Linked DNA regions of Sus scrofa: regions 2 and 3 are each linked to region 1. A link is a contact called in public Hi-C and targeted proximity ligation data. All regions are on one chromosome and are shown on one strand. The core of a region is the stretch at or near the end of the contact, and the rest is flanking DNA. Distances in the headings are between cores, read along the strand shown. Region 1 has its middle 86 kb from the start of DPT. Region 2 overlaps NME7 (nucleoside diphosphate kinase 7). Region 3 overlaps LOC106510109 (a long non-coding RNA gene).

Evidence for each region. A called contact is a pair of places that touch in the nucleus more often than the background predicts.
Region 2: a Hi-C map of skeletal muscle shows a contact between it and region 1, with 7 times the contacts expected there. A contact is called at or near these places in 1 of 47 Hi-C or Micro-C datasets (skeletal muscle) and 1 of 2 datasets of targeted methods (skeletal muscle).
Region 3: a contact with region 1 is called in a targeted proximity ligation map of skeletal muscle. A contact is called at or near these places in 2 of 47 Hi-C or Micro-C datasets (embryonic fibroblasts and mesenteric adipose tissue) and 1 of 2 datasets of targeted methods (skeletal muscle).

Annotation. Positions count from the first base shown.
Region 1 is chr4:82,198,693-82,203,756 of Sscrofa11.1, reverse strand. It overlaps the pseudogene LOC106510108. Among named protein-coding and RNA genes, the nearest start is that of DPT, 86 kb to the left of the region's middle.
Region 2 is chr4:81,822,650-81,827,713 of Sscrofa11.1, reverse strand. All of the region lies in intron 11 of NME7 (nucleoside diphosphate kinase 7), which reads right to left. Among named protein-coding and RNA genes, the nearest start is that of ATP1B1, 110 kb to the left of the region's middle.
Region 3 is chr4:82,545,029-82,550,092 of Sscrofa11.1, reverse strand. The region is part of intron 4 of LOC106510109 (a long non-coding RNA gene); the gene reads left to right. Among named protein-coding and RNA genes, the nearest start is that of XCL1, 110 kb to the right of the region's middle.

The sequences.
Region 1 (5,064 bases), core at 1,342-3,841:
CCAACCGGACCAGGGTATTCCAACTCCACCCCAGACTTCTTCACCTAGTGCCAGAAAATTCCTTTCATAGACTTCCAAGAAACTTTATTCTATCTGGCCAGGAGCACAGGACTCAGATGCCTAGGCCGATGGGTGCTCAGCTTTACCTGTTCTTAAATAAGTGGATCTGGCCTTTCTTCCATTCTCACTCTAGGGAAAAAGAGGGAGAGAGCTCTACTCCTTCTAAAATGGCCTGATGTGCCTCATGGACACCCTGTTGTGTGTGCAATAGGACCAGGTGTGGGGTGAGGAGGATGTAAGCATAGGTGTGGGTGGGTGGGATACGGTGTGGTATGTGGATCCATGTTTGTATACATGTATGTGTCCCTCTCACTTCTGAATAGTCTTCTGGTAGCTGGTGATCCTTGTCTGTGAGTTCATACATAATAGTGAGGCTCTAAAGAGCTAACTGGAGTTTTTCTGCACAGGTTGATCTTCTGAGCCAGTGAACCTCACTCACAAGGTGGTCAGACTGGCACACAAATGCTTCTCCGTGAGATCCATTAGCTCCCAAAGTTAGCTATGTCCTAATCCTGAACCTGTGACTATACTATATTACAAGCAAAGAGGAATTAAGTTTGTAGATGGAATAAAGGATTCGGTTTACCTTAAAGTAAAACGTTTCCCCACATTAGCAGATGTCTTCTTCAATCATCACAAAGATTAAACACGAAGCTATCAAATACATTAAAATGTGTTACCACAGAACAACTTTGGTAAAGAGGCTTATGCTACATAGACAAATATAACTTTATGGTTACTTCAAGTTTTTTCTTCTAGTATAAACGCTTCATATTAGCATCTATAATAGCAAAGATTTCTATCCATTTGAAAAGAGTTTGGAAGATACGGCTCAAATTTAGTTATCGAATACAGGTACCATTCCTCTGAAGCTATGAGAAGTTTTCCTTAAGAATAAATCCACTATTACAGAAAAAAAGAGAGAGGGAAATTATCCTGGATTACCTGAATTTTTAGACGGAGTACATGTATTATTTTGACATGAGTTAAAAATTAATTAATATTTGTAAAGCAAATTAAAAGTATCAGAACTTAATGATAGAGAACTTTATGAAGTTCTGATGAAAGTTTTCTTTTTCTGTCAATTTGGGCATGACCACATAGAAATCTAAATATAATCACAAGGGTCCTTAAAAGTGGAAGGAGGAAATTGGAAGAGAGAACCAGACAGACGCAGCATGAGAAGGACTTGGTCTGCCATTGCTGGCTTTGGAAATGGAAGAAGAGGGACACAAAGTGAGGAAAGTGGCAAGCCTCTAGAAACAGGAAGAGCAAAGAAATATAATACCCTCCTGAACCCCCTAAAAGTCAACACCTTGAGTTTAGCTCAGTGATACTCATTTTGGATTTCTATCCTCTAGATTTGTAAGAATATTTTTTTATTATTTTACACTGATAAGTTTGTGGTAGTTTGTTTCAGGAGCAGTAAGAAACTAATTCCCTCCTAATAGCAGTATAGCAGTAATAGCAGTATATATACACCTTTTCTTTTGCCCAGAAGTTTTTCCAGAGAAGAGAGAAAATAATCCTAACTTCTTGAAGTCTGGGAACCAGGCAGGGGTGTCTTACCCTTTCGTTTGCAAACTGTCCTCTAAGCACCACATTTTGTGTGGCATCACACACCTCCTTGGCTCCCAGGATGTTTGCAGTCAATCCTATTTTCAATTCCACCCTAAACTCTTTTTGACAAAAGTGGCTGGTATTTCTAATCCTGAGCCTCTATATAGTTTTATTGTATAAGTCAGTTTGCTTGCTGTTGGCTTTCCTCACTGCCACCCTAATTTGGAAGGTTTTACTAGCTTTGTTGCTTCAAATCACTTATCATCGTGAGTCCACTGTCATATGAAATTATGTAGATGTTATTAATCTTCTGCCATTGTCCTTACAGGTTTACAAATTATAACATTTTTACACGTATAAAATAAATAAACCATTTCACTGGGATTTCAGAAAGGAACAGAGACAAACAAGTCATTTCATTCATTATTCTTAACGGGAAATTTTTTTTAATCACTTTTAAAGTATTTTATAGATAGAAAACCAAGGCAATGGGTGGCTAAACACTTTCTTAGATTTTAAAATCAAGTCCTAATTGACTTCCTAGTCCATATTCACATGACTTCTCTGCCTGAAGCAGTTGGTATCTGAAAAGCCATTGGAGCTAAGTCTCCACAGTTGATCAATAGGAGCATCATGGGATCCTCACATGCATGGAGGCTGCACAGATTCCTTGACTTGTTCAAAATGCATTGTATCAAATTATCAGGCATAGAAATCTTGAATCTTAAATGTGGCTGCCCAGCTATGAACCATACTTTCCAACTCCTTCTCCCCCTTTCACCTAGGGGGTCCAAATGACTGGTTCGCATTAATGGAACATAAACAGAAGTGATGTGTGTTATCTCTAGGCAAAGGAGGTTAAGAAACATGTCGGCCTTCTCCACCCTCTCTCTTCTTCCCCTACTTGTCTGTGGGAGGCTGATGTGTAACTTTAGTGTGAACTGGAGGCAAAGTTTTATGGTAATACACCACTGGTAATTTTTAGCTTGTTTGTTACAGTATACTCTGTACTTATTACGCAAGGCAAAGCACAGACCTGGCATAGGGCAACATCTTTACAGAGGAAGGGATGACTTTTTGCTTCTCACAAAGTCTTCTTCTGCTAGCCAAGTTGTACAACTTTGAGTTGCATCTCCTCAAAGATGGGATATTTTGCCAATGAGCAAAAGTGATAGATATATGGGTTAGTGGTGGCTCTATAGGAATTAACCATTAGCTATGCTCCAAAAATTAGGAAGCTCAGTAAATATGGACAATAAGCCTGCATTAAGTCTTTGCCCTGTGGATGTACCATCCATAATTACAATAAATTGGATGGTTTAGAACAGCCCAGGGCAATGTTCAAGAAGTGAACTTGATCATTAGGCAAGTCAGTAATTTTTTAAAAAGGTTTAAAATCTTGGCTCTCAGTGTGAGAAAGTAGGTCTCTCTCCTTGTTTAAAAGCTAACTCTGATAAAACACATGAGAGACAGGAAATGAATCTGGTAACAAACCAAAAGCTAAATTTTCCAGCCTGATGAAATTTTTCCAGGAAAAGTACAGTGCCATGGGGAAATAGGGAATGGCTAGACAGAGAATTCAATTAGCCCTTTACAAACTGAGTTTACTTTTTAAGCAAAAATTTCTTTAATGCTCTTCCCCTTCTTATCCAAAAGTATGGCTGGATATGCTGCGAAAACACATTTTCATATGGTCCTTCATTTAGTTGTGAATCAATATCTTGGAAGCTCAATGGATACTCAGAAATCATTGCAAATTAGAGGAAGAATATGAAGAGAATGAGGAGGAAAGAACTAAAGAGAAGACAATGATTCCTAGATCCGCTTGCCCAAAGTTATTTTGAATGCCCTGCCTGAGAGGATAGATATATGGGGTCCTTGCAGGGGCTGAGTTCCCATTACTGAAAGCATCTAAGCAGTCCATTTTTCAAAGTTAATACTATTTGGGGTAGGAAGCTAGAGGAGATAATTGGTAAGGACTCTTCCAAACCTAAGACTCAATGGCAAAATGAAATGGTCACCAGCACACCTTTTATATCCAGAGGCCCAAATGGGCAGACTCTTTTTCCAAGTTCAGGGAAGTAAACCCATAGGAAGATGGTTAATGCCATATGGTATGGAGGATAGAGGACTTTCTGTTTAATATAGAATTTTCCTACTATAGGGCACAAACTGTTCTTTGATTTAAAGCAGTAATTACTTCTCTGGCTTGCCCATATTAGGTTGTCAGCCTTTGAGCTCTGTCATTGCTGTGCCATTGTCAGAATCAAATTACTAAAAAGGTCAGCATCATTCATATGTGGTTTGATAAGAGTGAAAATGCCCGACAGAAAGTCTATGAGCATCTAGACCCTTGAGTCTACAGCTTTGCCCTTATTTGTTAATTTTACTGTTACTATTTTTGCTCCAAGGTTTACAGGTCAAGATCATAAGCCTAAAACCATCTCTGGAAATTTACAAATAATATGGTCACCTAACTATCTTAGATGTTTCATCTAACTGGATGGAACATGCCTCCTGAGACTCTTTGCAGCCAAATGAAAACTTCTTGATGGCAGAGACCCTGCTTCTTTGAATTTCATTTGGCAGTTACCTTGGGACATTCATAAAAATTTGCGTATGGATTAACTTACTAGTTTAAAACTTACAAATGGAAATGTAGAATGAAATAAGAGCCCAACGAAGAAGTTCTGGGTTTCAAGACAAAGACTTCAAGGAGAAGGCCAATAATCTGAGTGTCAATCCCAGTTAAACCTCTGATATTTATACAACTTTAGATCAGTTACTTTACCTGGAAATGTAGTCTTTCTATCTTAGAGAATGAAAATTTCTTTCTCTTTGATATAACTTGAGAGAAAATTGTTAATATGTGATTGGTTCATAACTAATATCCAGGATTTTTTTTTCTTCACATAATGAGACCCATTAACTATCTTCGACATCAGTTATTAATCAGCAATTAAATTAAAACAATAGGCAAGTGATAATTATTAAAATTGCTAAAAACTGTGGCTTACACATCAAAAGACCTGAATTTTATTCTCACATAGCTTGGTCCTGCTATTTTGCTGCTGGTTTGATTCATGACTCTGGATAAATTGAGTTTGTTTGCTTACTTATTTGTCTTTACCTCTCCAGGCCTCAGTTTCCTTTATATATATAAATATACATAAACATATATATATATATATAAACTCACACATATATATATTTTTTCCTTTGTCAGCCACACCTGCAACATATGGAAGCTCCTGGGCCAGGGATTGAAGCCAAGCCACATCTGCATCCTACACCACAGCTATGGCAACGAGGGATCCTTAACCCACTGCACTGGGCCAGGGATGGAACATGCCACAGAGATGAATCAGATCATTAACCCACTGTGCCACAGCGGGAACTCCTCCTTATTTTAAAATGAGAGTAACCGACTAGGGATTTCCAAGT
Region 2 (5,064 bases), core at 1,919-4,418, 380 kb after region 1:
AACCAACATAAGTCCTGCTATTCAGAGGAAATACATTATAAGGAAACCATGCAATTATTTAAAGTCTATTAAGCTACCACTGCAGTTTTAGAAAGGACAAGACAAAACAAATTATAAATGAATAAATACCTTTTATCTTCTAGCCCAGCCATTTCACCTTTAGGAATTTATTCTAAGGCAATAATAAAAAAAAATCCTTTACTTAGAAATCTGACTCTGCCATGCCCTTGATATAAAAATGAGAAAAAAAATCAACAGTAGGGAATGGTTAACTAATCCATATGCTGGAACACTATGAAGTTTTTAATAACCAGGTTATGAAAGTATATTTAATGGCATTAGAAAAGACCATAACATAGTTTTAATTAAATGCTACAAAACTGTAAATAATGTATGATCTTAATTTTATTTTTATAATATACATAAAAAGTTTGAGGCTAAAACGTTAACTATTTCTGGAAAGTGAAGAAACAATTTCAAAAAAAAACTTTGATGTAGTTGGCTCTTGTTTTTTACATAATTTCCCTTATTTTTGTTTGGTTTTGGGGAAGTGTGGATAATAAACATTAACTATTTCAGTAATTTAGAAAAAATGATAAAATTACTTTAAAAAATGATTTCACTTATCACAAAACAGAGATGTCTTCAATTTTAGTGTGTCCGATTTCACTTGTGAGGAATTATATTTAAGTAGATTTGGGGCCTGAGGAAGAGAGGCAATATCAAAAAGTGTAGGCTAGGAACTCACACCAAATAACATCTGGCACTTACATTTCACAGGAGGGAAACAAGTGAACTATTTCTACCAAAATAACCAGAAAAATGAGCCCCATCTAAGATACTTTAATATTGGCAATCAAAATCTGAAGTGCACCCCCCCCAGATGAGTGTATTCTCTATTTGGGGAAAAAAGGGAAATCAACAATGGACTCTGGTAAAAAGCATGGGTTTCTTGGTTGCCATTAAAGGCTAGGGACCCAGAGTCATTGCTTGCCGATAATTCTTAATGGCCCACTTTTGAATTCTATCCCAAAAAAAGATAGGAAAAATTTTATAAAGTTTAGAGTAAGGTTATGACTAATTCTTGACCTGGAAATGTGATGCCCGTAGGATTTGAGTTTACCAGGAAAAATCTGCATCTGCTCCTCAAAGCCAGATGTACTGAGTAAGAGCAGAAAAAGACTGGATAACTCAGATGATTGAAAATGTGTTATAAAGGCCTGTACTTTTAAGCCCAAGCCTAGTAAATCCAGGCATAGAAGGTATTCACATATACTCTCATCCAATCTGGTATCTATTAAAATGAGTGAGCTAAAATCCAGTCCTATTGATCATATAGATAAACCAGGAAAAAACAAAAAACAGACATTCCACACCTTCAGTTATTCACAGAAATTGACTTAAATCTATCTTCACGTCTCAGTGCTGTTTTCATATTGCAGACAAATGAAGCATTCAACAAAATGCAAATCTTTTGTTCTTTTATGAAACAAATAGCATCGGCAAACATTTGTTGAAAGTCTGCCACAGACAGGACACTTGATGTATCACCTGCAGACCAACTGTATCACATAACTTGAGAATGTCATAAATGCAGAATTTCAGGCCCTACCCTATGCTGACTGAATCACAATCTTCAATAAGATCTCGAGGGGTTTTCTGTGTACATGAAAGTTGAGAAAGAACAGTGTTAGATCATTTTGGGGATACTGGAGATACTGAAAAGGTATAAGACAGGTCTCCTAATTAGTATCTAAACCAGGGGGTGAGGAACATTCATAAAAGAAAATTATACAAGGAGCACACATATCTACTTCCAGATAAGACGTATGGACGATGAGTGAGAGGAGTTCAAAGGATGGCAAAAGTTACTCAAGGTTGGGGCAATTTGTGGTGTCTTAAAGGAAAAACAGTACATGAAAAAGAAGGAAAAAGTAAATATGGTATACTCAACCCTCCTCCGGATAAATTTACTCTCTAGCGGTTTTGTAACTATGATATAACTGGTGCTCTGAGGAATGAGTAGAGTCAGGAGAGAAATGGTTAGCAGTCATATGGTCTTGTCCAAACGTCCACAAGAATCTGCTTCTTAAGACATCTGTTCCACAGGAAAAGGTCCTTGAAATCTGGTTCTATCCAAAATGTTCAAGAGTGCATCTGGTTCACGCCAAATCATTTTGAAAGGGACAAATACCAAGGACATTTTGGCATGGCCCAAATGCCTTATGGATATTTTGGCCAGGACCGAATAGTCTTGCAAATATCAAGGACCTTTTGGTAGAGACCAAATGTCTACTGAATGTATTAGACAGGACAAAGAGAGAAAACAACTCATAGCAACTTGAAAATAGCATATCAGTTAGGCGGCAAAGCTTCAGAAGATAATGGAGCGAGGAATCTTGAGAGATAACATTGGCTAATTCTGAAATGTACAATCTTCTCTGAGAACAAGCTTTTTTAAAAATCCATATCATATATATTTTACTTTTTACATTAAATGTCTCAAATTTGGGTTTTACTTAGAGTATATGGAAACCTTGTCTTGAAGCATTACTGAAAGGATTTCATAGTAAAGTACAGAATTATATATATATATATATATATATATATATATATAGAATTATATATATATATTATGAGTTATTTATATTTTAATTAAGTGCTTTCAAAAAGATCATGCCTACACTTAGTACAGAGGAGCAATGATTATTGTTTTGCTATCTAATGTCACCAATCAAAAATCAATATTCAAAAGTGAATGGGTAATTAATTTTGTGCTACCCATTCACTTTTCTGCACTTTTTTTTAAGGGTCCCTGAAGTCCTTCTCTTTGGCCTTGCAAGTGCTAGGACAGTCTCCCTGAGATATAAATAAAATGCCTTTCTAACGACATCCTGAGAACACCATGGCTCAGTACAATTCATGCCAAGTGTAACTGATCCTGTGCTCAAACTTGGCACCGGTGTCAGTGGCTTTTACCAATAAGAGACTGGTAAGGTGGCAGGCTCTTAGGTGTCCAAAAATGGTAATTTCCCAGGGACTCAAGGTTTAATTTTTTTTTTTCTTTCCATCCTGACACAAAGCCTACTGTCTCTAAGTAATACCACTAGCAGCTGACATTTGAAACTGACAAGCAGCACATGTGCATTAGGAAGATAAGGCCTGGCACATGGTGCTGCGACCTCTTGGGATTTTGGAAAGCTAGCAGCTCCAGCTAGTGGCGATGCCCCATCTCCAGTGTGCACTGCTTTGGGAAAACTCTAGCCCTTCCTTCTGACTGTGATGTGGACATGTCTTATTGGAACATGGTTATTTTTGAAGAAAAACAAAACAAGTGATCTTCTCTATGAATGAAAAGAAAATGGAAAGAAAAAAGAGGTAAAATGTTAAGCTATGAGAGCTTAATGGAAACAGTATTATGTCATAGAAAACAGTTAATGCAGCCAAAGGGAGATAAAGGAATCAATACAAGAATATTTTTTGAAAAAAAAAAAGGAAAGGAAATGGCAGGGAAACAAGAGACTCAAAGGAAAAACTCTTCGTGGGAAACATTCAGAAAAAAAGTACTGGAAAAGGGTGAGGCCAAGGATGCCGATGTGAGGAAGGGGGAAATGGAAACCAGCTAAATGCCAAAATTACATAAAAGAAAGAAGAAAAAGTTCATGGTTCATAATGAAACAAAAAAAGATAGTTATCAAAATTTCCCAATCCCTGTGGGGACTAAGGTGGCACATATGGAGTAAAGGACAAGGGACAAGAAGCTGGGGGTGGGTATAGAGCAAAAGACACAAGACTTCACCGCAACAGAAGATGCTAGGGCCTGAGGAGCAAGAAAGCCAAAAACCTTCCTAAGAAAAAAAATTCAAAACACTGAGAAGAAAGTCAGGAAAAGTGCCAAGCCTAAAATAATACACAGGAAAGTGTCTTCAAAAAAGTTAAAAATTTTACAAATGATAGTTTCATGATGGGTTATGGAAATAATTGGAATGTCATAAAGCTAATTTTGAGATAGATGTTTAGAATGACACCACTCTCATATTTAAAATATCTATTGGTACCATTGTCACAGACAGAAACTATCCTGAAAGGGCCAGAGACTGACCCAGCAAGAGAATTATTCTCTTAGGTGCTTTGTGGACATTCAAAAAGTTTCTTGCGCCATATTCAATTATAATTTGGAGAAATGATGTTATTGAGATTTTGAATCATAAAAAAAAAATTTAAGATGGAACCAGGCAAAACAGAGTTCAAATCCTGACATTAATTTTTAATAGGGATATGTTCTTTGGGGGAAAAAAAATTAATGGATTTTTTTAAGTTTTAAAATAAGCCTCTCTGAGCCTTAATTTCATTTTTCGACTATAAAATGGGCACTAGAAAATTGACTGTGAAAGGAATCTAGGATAAAGCATATCCAGTTTCTGGATGAATGACTGGATACAGAGGCCATAATAAAAGTACACTAAATATGTATTTAAGCAATAGAAAATGGAAATGTAATTAATATTTTCCCTCCACTAACATTCATTTTTCAAAAAAAAAAAAAATGTATAATGAGTACCCTTCCCGATGTATCAGTGAGAAAACAAAAATCCCTTCCTTCCTGGGGTTTATGTGCTAGTGGGTGAAAACAAAAAATAAATGTGTTCAATAATAAATGATACACTGTGTTTAGAAGCTAATACTTATTATAGAAAAACATAAAAGAAAACAGGGTAGGATAAGCAATTGAGAATGTCAGGGCATTGCAGCTACACAGGGCAGGGAGTTTGGGGCAGGTTAGACCTCCTTAATCTGAGACGTCCAAGCACAAGTGCTACTAAGCACACATAACTCATGTAATGAAGTACCAATTTGGACTTCTGTAAGTAAATTATATATGATACATGGATGGCATTTTGCTATTGATGTTATCCAAAGGCTTAATTAAATGAGCTATATTTACTAAGAGTCTTCCCTTGAAATACTCTAACAATCATATTTCTATTTTTCATGTTACTCTTAATTTCTCTTCTGCGAATCTGAAGAAAATGAAAACACTCATTTGGCAAGATATATGCATTT
Region 3 (5,064 bases), core at 1,428-3,927, 350 kb before region 1:
AATTGATTTGTAACATTGTGTAAGTTTAATGTGTGAAATGTATTGATTTGATATATGTGTATACTGCAGTGATTTCTGCTGACTCTGGAAGAGGCCAAGAGGGTGGATTTGATCTCAAAGATCTTTGAGAAGAAGGTGGCATATGGGGAGCTGGTTCCCAAATGTTTAACTGGCAGGAAGCCCTCCTGGAGGCAGACTCGGATATTGAACCTTTTTTCACAGAACTTGGGCTCAGATAGGGGAGACAGCATCTGAACCAAAGAGCTGCACTACAAAGTATAACAGAGGAGAGTGAGGCTTATAGCAAAGCAGTGGTGAAGAAAATTCTGCTGCAAAATTTCTACTACAGGCAAAGAGAAAGGCATTTAAACTGTTTGAATTCAATCTAGCCTTTTCTTAGTGTAAGAGGAGTCTGTGTTGGAATAAAATGGGGCCTCTGTGAGACCTTGAGCAGGCAGCCTCTTTACCACTGGGATCCTCTGAACTAAAAGTCTAAGGCTTCTCTCCATTCTGAGTTGAAGTGGAGAAACCAACAGCAAGGAAAGAGAGACGCATGCTAAGGGCTCTGACAGTTTTTCTGGGAGTGGTCGCTGGCTCATAGTGTGAAGTGAAGAATCAGTACCAATTTTATGGGTGGCTTGTTTTCCCCTCACTGTGGGGTATTTTATGCCTTCAGGCACTGACCTGCTTGGAAATGACACCCCGGTGGTTTTCAGGAAACAGCCTTACTGCAGGCAGAGAGCTCCCAGAGCCAGCAGGTGGCGCTCTTTCTCCTGGAACAAATTGATGTCCTCAGCTCCAGACAAATATCTCTTGAGTCTGCAGGCAACCAAAGAGCCAGAGCAAAGTGGCTGGCTGGTCAGGAATGCCCCCTTAGGCTTAACTATCCCTCAGCTGTATGCACCCTGTAGGCTCCAGGTGGACTTGAGCTGCAGCACTGACCAAAAAGAATGGGCATACCCCTCTTTCTTGACCTTAGTACTAGCTGCTGCATTTATTTTCTGGTGGAACTTCAGTGCCACAAATATCTGAGCATTTAGATAGTGACAGGAAGGCGTCATGCCATTTCTGGGTGTGATAAGAATTCTTATCACTTATCATGTGGGCAGGTGAGGGGTCCGAATTGTCCTGTCATGTTGGGTGAGACAAGGAACATTTAAAAACTCAGTGAATCCACCCTCTCCCACCCCAAGATGAAACACTTAGCTGTAATCTAAGGGAGGCAGGACTCTGGGAAAATCCCTTACCTGGAGGAACCGGGCTCTGGGAAAATCCCTTACCTGGAGGAACCGGGCTCCACCCAGGAAATGCTAGTTTTTCAGAGAAGAAAAACCTGAACTTGGGTCTCCTTTGATGACGTATTAAACAGAAAAAAGCAAGCAAATAAACCAGAAAATAAAACAAAATAATCTCATAATAATATGAAAAGATCACTGGATTGGAATTCAGGAACCTGGTAAGGATGCTAACTGGCTGTGTGACTTTGGGAAGGTTTTGATCTTTGCTCCTCAGTCTCACTTTGATTAGCAGTAATAGTTAATTGCTAAGGTTTAAGAGAATGTATATGTGTGTGTGTGAGAGAGAGAGGCAGGCTTTCTTTCAGTCAAGGCAGGATAGACATATGCATTCTTGGGGACTGAGAACACCCCCTCACTTTGCTTTCCATTTTAATCACGAAAGCTTATAATGACCACAACCAGTGGAAAAAGCCATGCCTCCTTCACCCTTCTGGGAACCAAGGTCCTTCCTTCAGAAGCATAACTAACAAAACTCATATCTTCTGGCTTCTAGGGGACAACTTCAATAAACCAAGTTCCCATGAGGAGAGAGGGTGAGCTATTCTTTGCTAGTGGGGCATTGGAAATATTTGGCAGAGGTGAGAAGAGGGGAGACGTGGCAGAGAACAAGAGGGGTGCGGGTGGGGACTGCAATATTACACCCCTCCTTAATAGGCTTGGCAGTTCATCAGCCATCATCAGTCATCACATTTTTGGTTTTGGTTCTATCCACAGCATGTGGAAGTTCCTGGGCCAGGGAACACACCCTCATCACAGCAGTAATCAAAGCCTCAGCAGTGAAAAATGCTGATCCTTAACTCACTGAGCCACTAGGGAACTCTATAAATATTAATTACCTATTGAACACAGATTATGCATTGGAGGTGCATTGAAGTCCTACACAGTCTTTGCTCTCAAGTATCTCACTGACTTGCCAAAAGGAAATAGATTCTGTGTTCAGGTCAGACAAGCAAATGCAGGCCCTAAGGGGTTTTCAGAGGTGCCCAGCTCAAAGTGCTCCCTTTCCCTGCTTAAGGTTTGGCCAGGCAGTGTCAGTAGTGAAAAGTAAATTTTTCAGACTGAGGGATGCAAGCTTTCTGTTTGCTTTGCTCCTGGTATCCAGATGGTCACCAGGCTGCCCTGTTGAAAATTTTGTTTGGCAGGAACGTGCTCTGATTCCTTAATTCTAAGCTTTGGAGACCAGGCAGCTGAAATGAAGCAACTCTTGTGCACACTCAGCAGTATCAGGCTGTGAATGTTTCAAGCTGTCATGAGGCAGGCACCCCAGACAGCGACAGGGCCCTGGGTGGGATGCTGCCGAGTTTGTGGGGGCTTGGCCGTGGCCACTGCAGGACATGCTGAGCACAGCCGCCGAGGCCAAGCTTGAGCAGCCGGCTGCGGGGTGAGCTGCTGACTCATTGCTGCAGCCATGTTGCCTTTAGCAACTGGAACAGCTCCGGGGAATTCGTTCTTATTTTAAAGGAAAATGTGATGTAACTCTGGAGACAGCAGAGGGGAGTAGCAGATGATGTTCCAAAATCTGATTCTAAACAGCAGCTGTAACAAAGCATTTCCATCAGAATTCTTAGGCAGAACTGTTTTCTATCAGCCTTGGAAGGATGTGGTCACTTTGGGGCAGTTATCCAATCAGTCAACATGTATGTTTCAAATATTTGTTGTGTGCCCAACCCCTGTAACCCCTGTTGAGTGCTTAGGTAATGAAGAAGTGAAAGATGGTCCTTGCCCACTTGGGGATTGTTGTATAGCTGACACTAGGAGAGATTTCCTCTGTGCCAGCACTGTATTCTAGGTGCACTAGCTTATGCAATCTCATGGCAATCCTGTAAAATAGCTGTATTATTTTACCTATTCTACTGTAAGTTGGGGAGCCAGGATTTTAACCCACGTCAGTTCAGAGTCAGAGCTCTTACTACCATGTTATTTGGGACACAGAACCAATAAAAGGGTAAATGACTACCAGAGAATAATATAGGATTGATATGTCATTGCGTGATAAATCATATTTATAATATAAGCATTTATGATGAGTCCAAAATAAATCCCTATCAATCTACAGTGGTAGGTCATATGAAGGGTACAGATATGCTTACATTTAAGCAAATATGGAACCTGTGGAGGAACTTTTTTTGGGAAGGCTGAGGTCCAGATGTCCTGATGAGAAATGGGCAGGTCAGGAAGTGGGAGCGGTCAGTAATGTAACAGGAGGAGCATCAGGTGACCTGTGGCTCTCAGGCCATGATGTGCTTAGGATGGCCCTAGCTGTTGGGGAAAACACAGAAAGATGATTAAGCATATTTTTGCCCTTTGGGAATTTAGTCTAGTTGGATTTATATGACCAATTAATCAATTTATGAGCTATTAGCAAAATAGGAGGGGAAACAGAGGAAATTTAAGAGAGGAAGAGGGACCACCACTGTCCCGTTCAGTCCTTAGTGGATCACAGTTGCATTAAGGAGGAGTCTGAGGGCTATTTTGTCAGGTGATATTGACAAATACTCAAAAGCTCTTTTATTTTCTTGTAGAGGTGTTGGCCGTACATGTGGTGTGGGGCTGATCAGAACCACTTGAGTCCCTCCGTTTCCATGCCTGCAGCATAGAGAAGCTCTTGGGCCAGATATCAAACCTGAAGCACAGCAGTGACCCGAGCCGCAGCAATGACAATGATGGATCCTTATCACCTGCTGGGCCCTGAGGGAATTCTCAGATTTTTATGTCTGACTGAGATAGAATAGGGTTTTAGGAACTTAAAAATCATGAAGAAGATGAGAGAAATGAAATGAGGTGAAAATGTCTGTCTTGGGCAAAATTCCCTTGGTGGAGTGCTACAAAAGTAACAAACGAGCCCAGGAAGCCTAATGGCCTGAATAGGGTTCCTGTGACTATGGTGACAGCAGTATGAACTACAACCAAGTAGAAAGAAGCATATCTCCTCATACTTGAAAGAAATAGTTTGGCCCTGTCCCATGGGGATAGAATAATTAAGTAATTAAATAATTAATTAAAGGGGTGGGGTGGGATGAGTATAGGGGAGGAGAAATGCATCAGAATTCTTCTGAGCTGAGTCAAGAATAGCCAGAGATGACTGAGAACCATGTAAACCCATCCCAAGATAAAGGGGATTCATTGTAATTCTCGAGTGATATTTCCTATCCTTAAAATTCTCAATTCATAACATTGTTTTTCACTTCTAAATACCTAGATGTTCCTGTCCAGTGCTGAAAAAGACTGAATGAAGCAGGTCACTGCAGGAGAGTGAAGGGGGAAGCCAAGGACCCAGTGGTCTGCTATTCCAAACTGAAACCACTGTCTCTTGGCATCGCATTCTCTCTGCGTGATTAGAATAGCTGGGCGGCTTTCTCACTGGGACTCTCATTGGCCTATTTCCTGGTACAACCGGTAACAAAATGAGATCCACGTTCCTTGATAGCTACCAACTGGCTCTGGGAGTGGGCTAGAAATTTCTCCAGAGCTGGATGATGTCTCCTTTATCTCTTCATCCTTAGCACTTAAAACAATACCTGGCATATCATAGTGAGTCCATAAATGTTTATTGATCTATTTTAAACAATCTGTGCTGTGGGGTTTGCCATCTGAAAGACGCAAGATTTAAGAAAATGGTACCCTATCTCCTTTGCCTATGAATTATTATTTATTGTTATTTCTCAGATTCCTGATGATCCTTGAGGATCAGGAAAATAGGGCTGCAAAATATGGAGGATTATAAGTTATCCCAGAAATGGAAGGAAAGGAAATCTCTTTGAGAGAA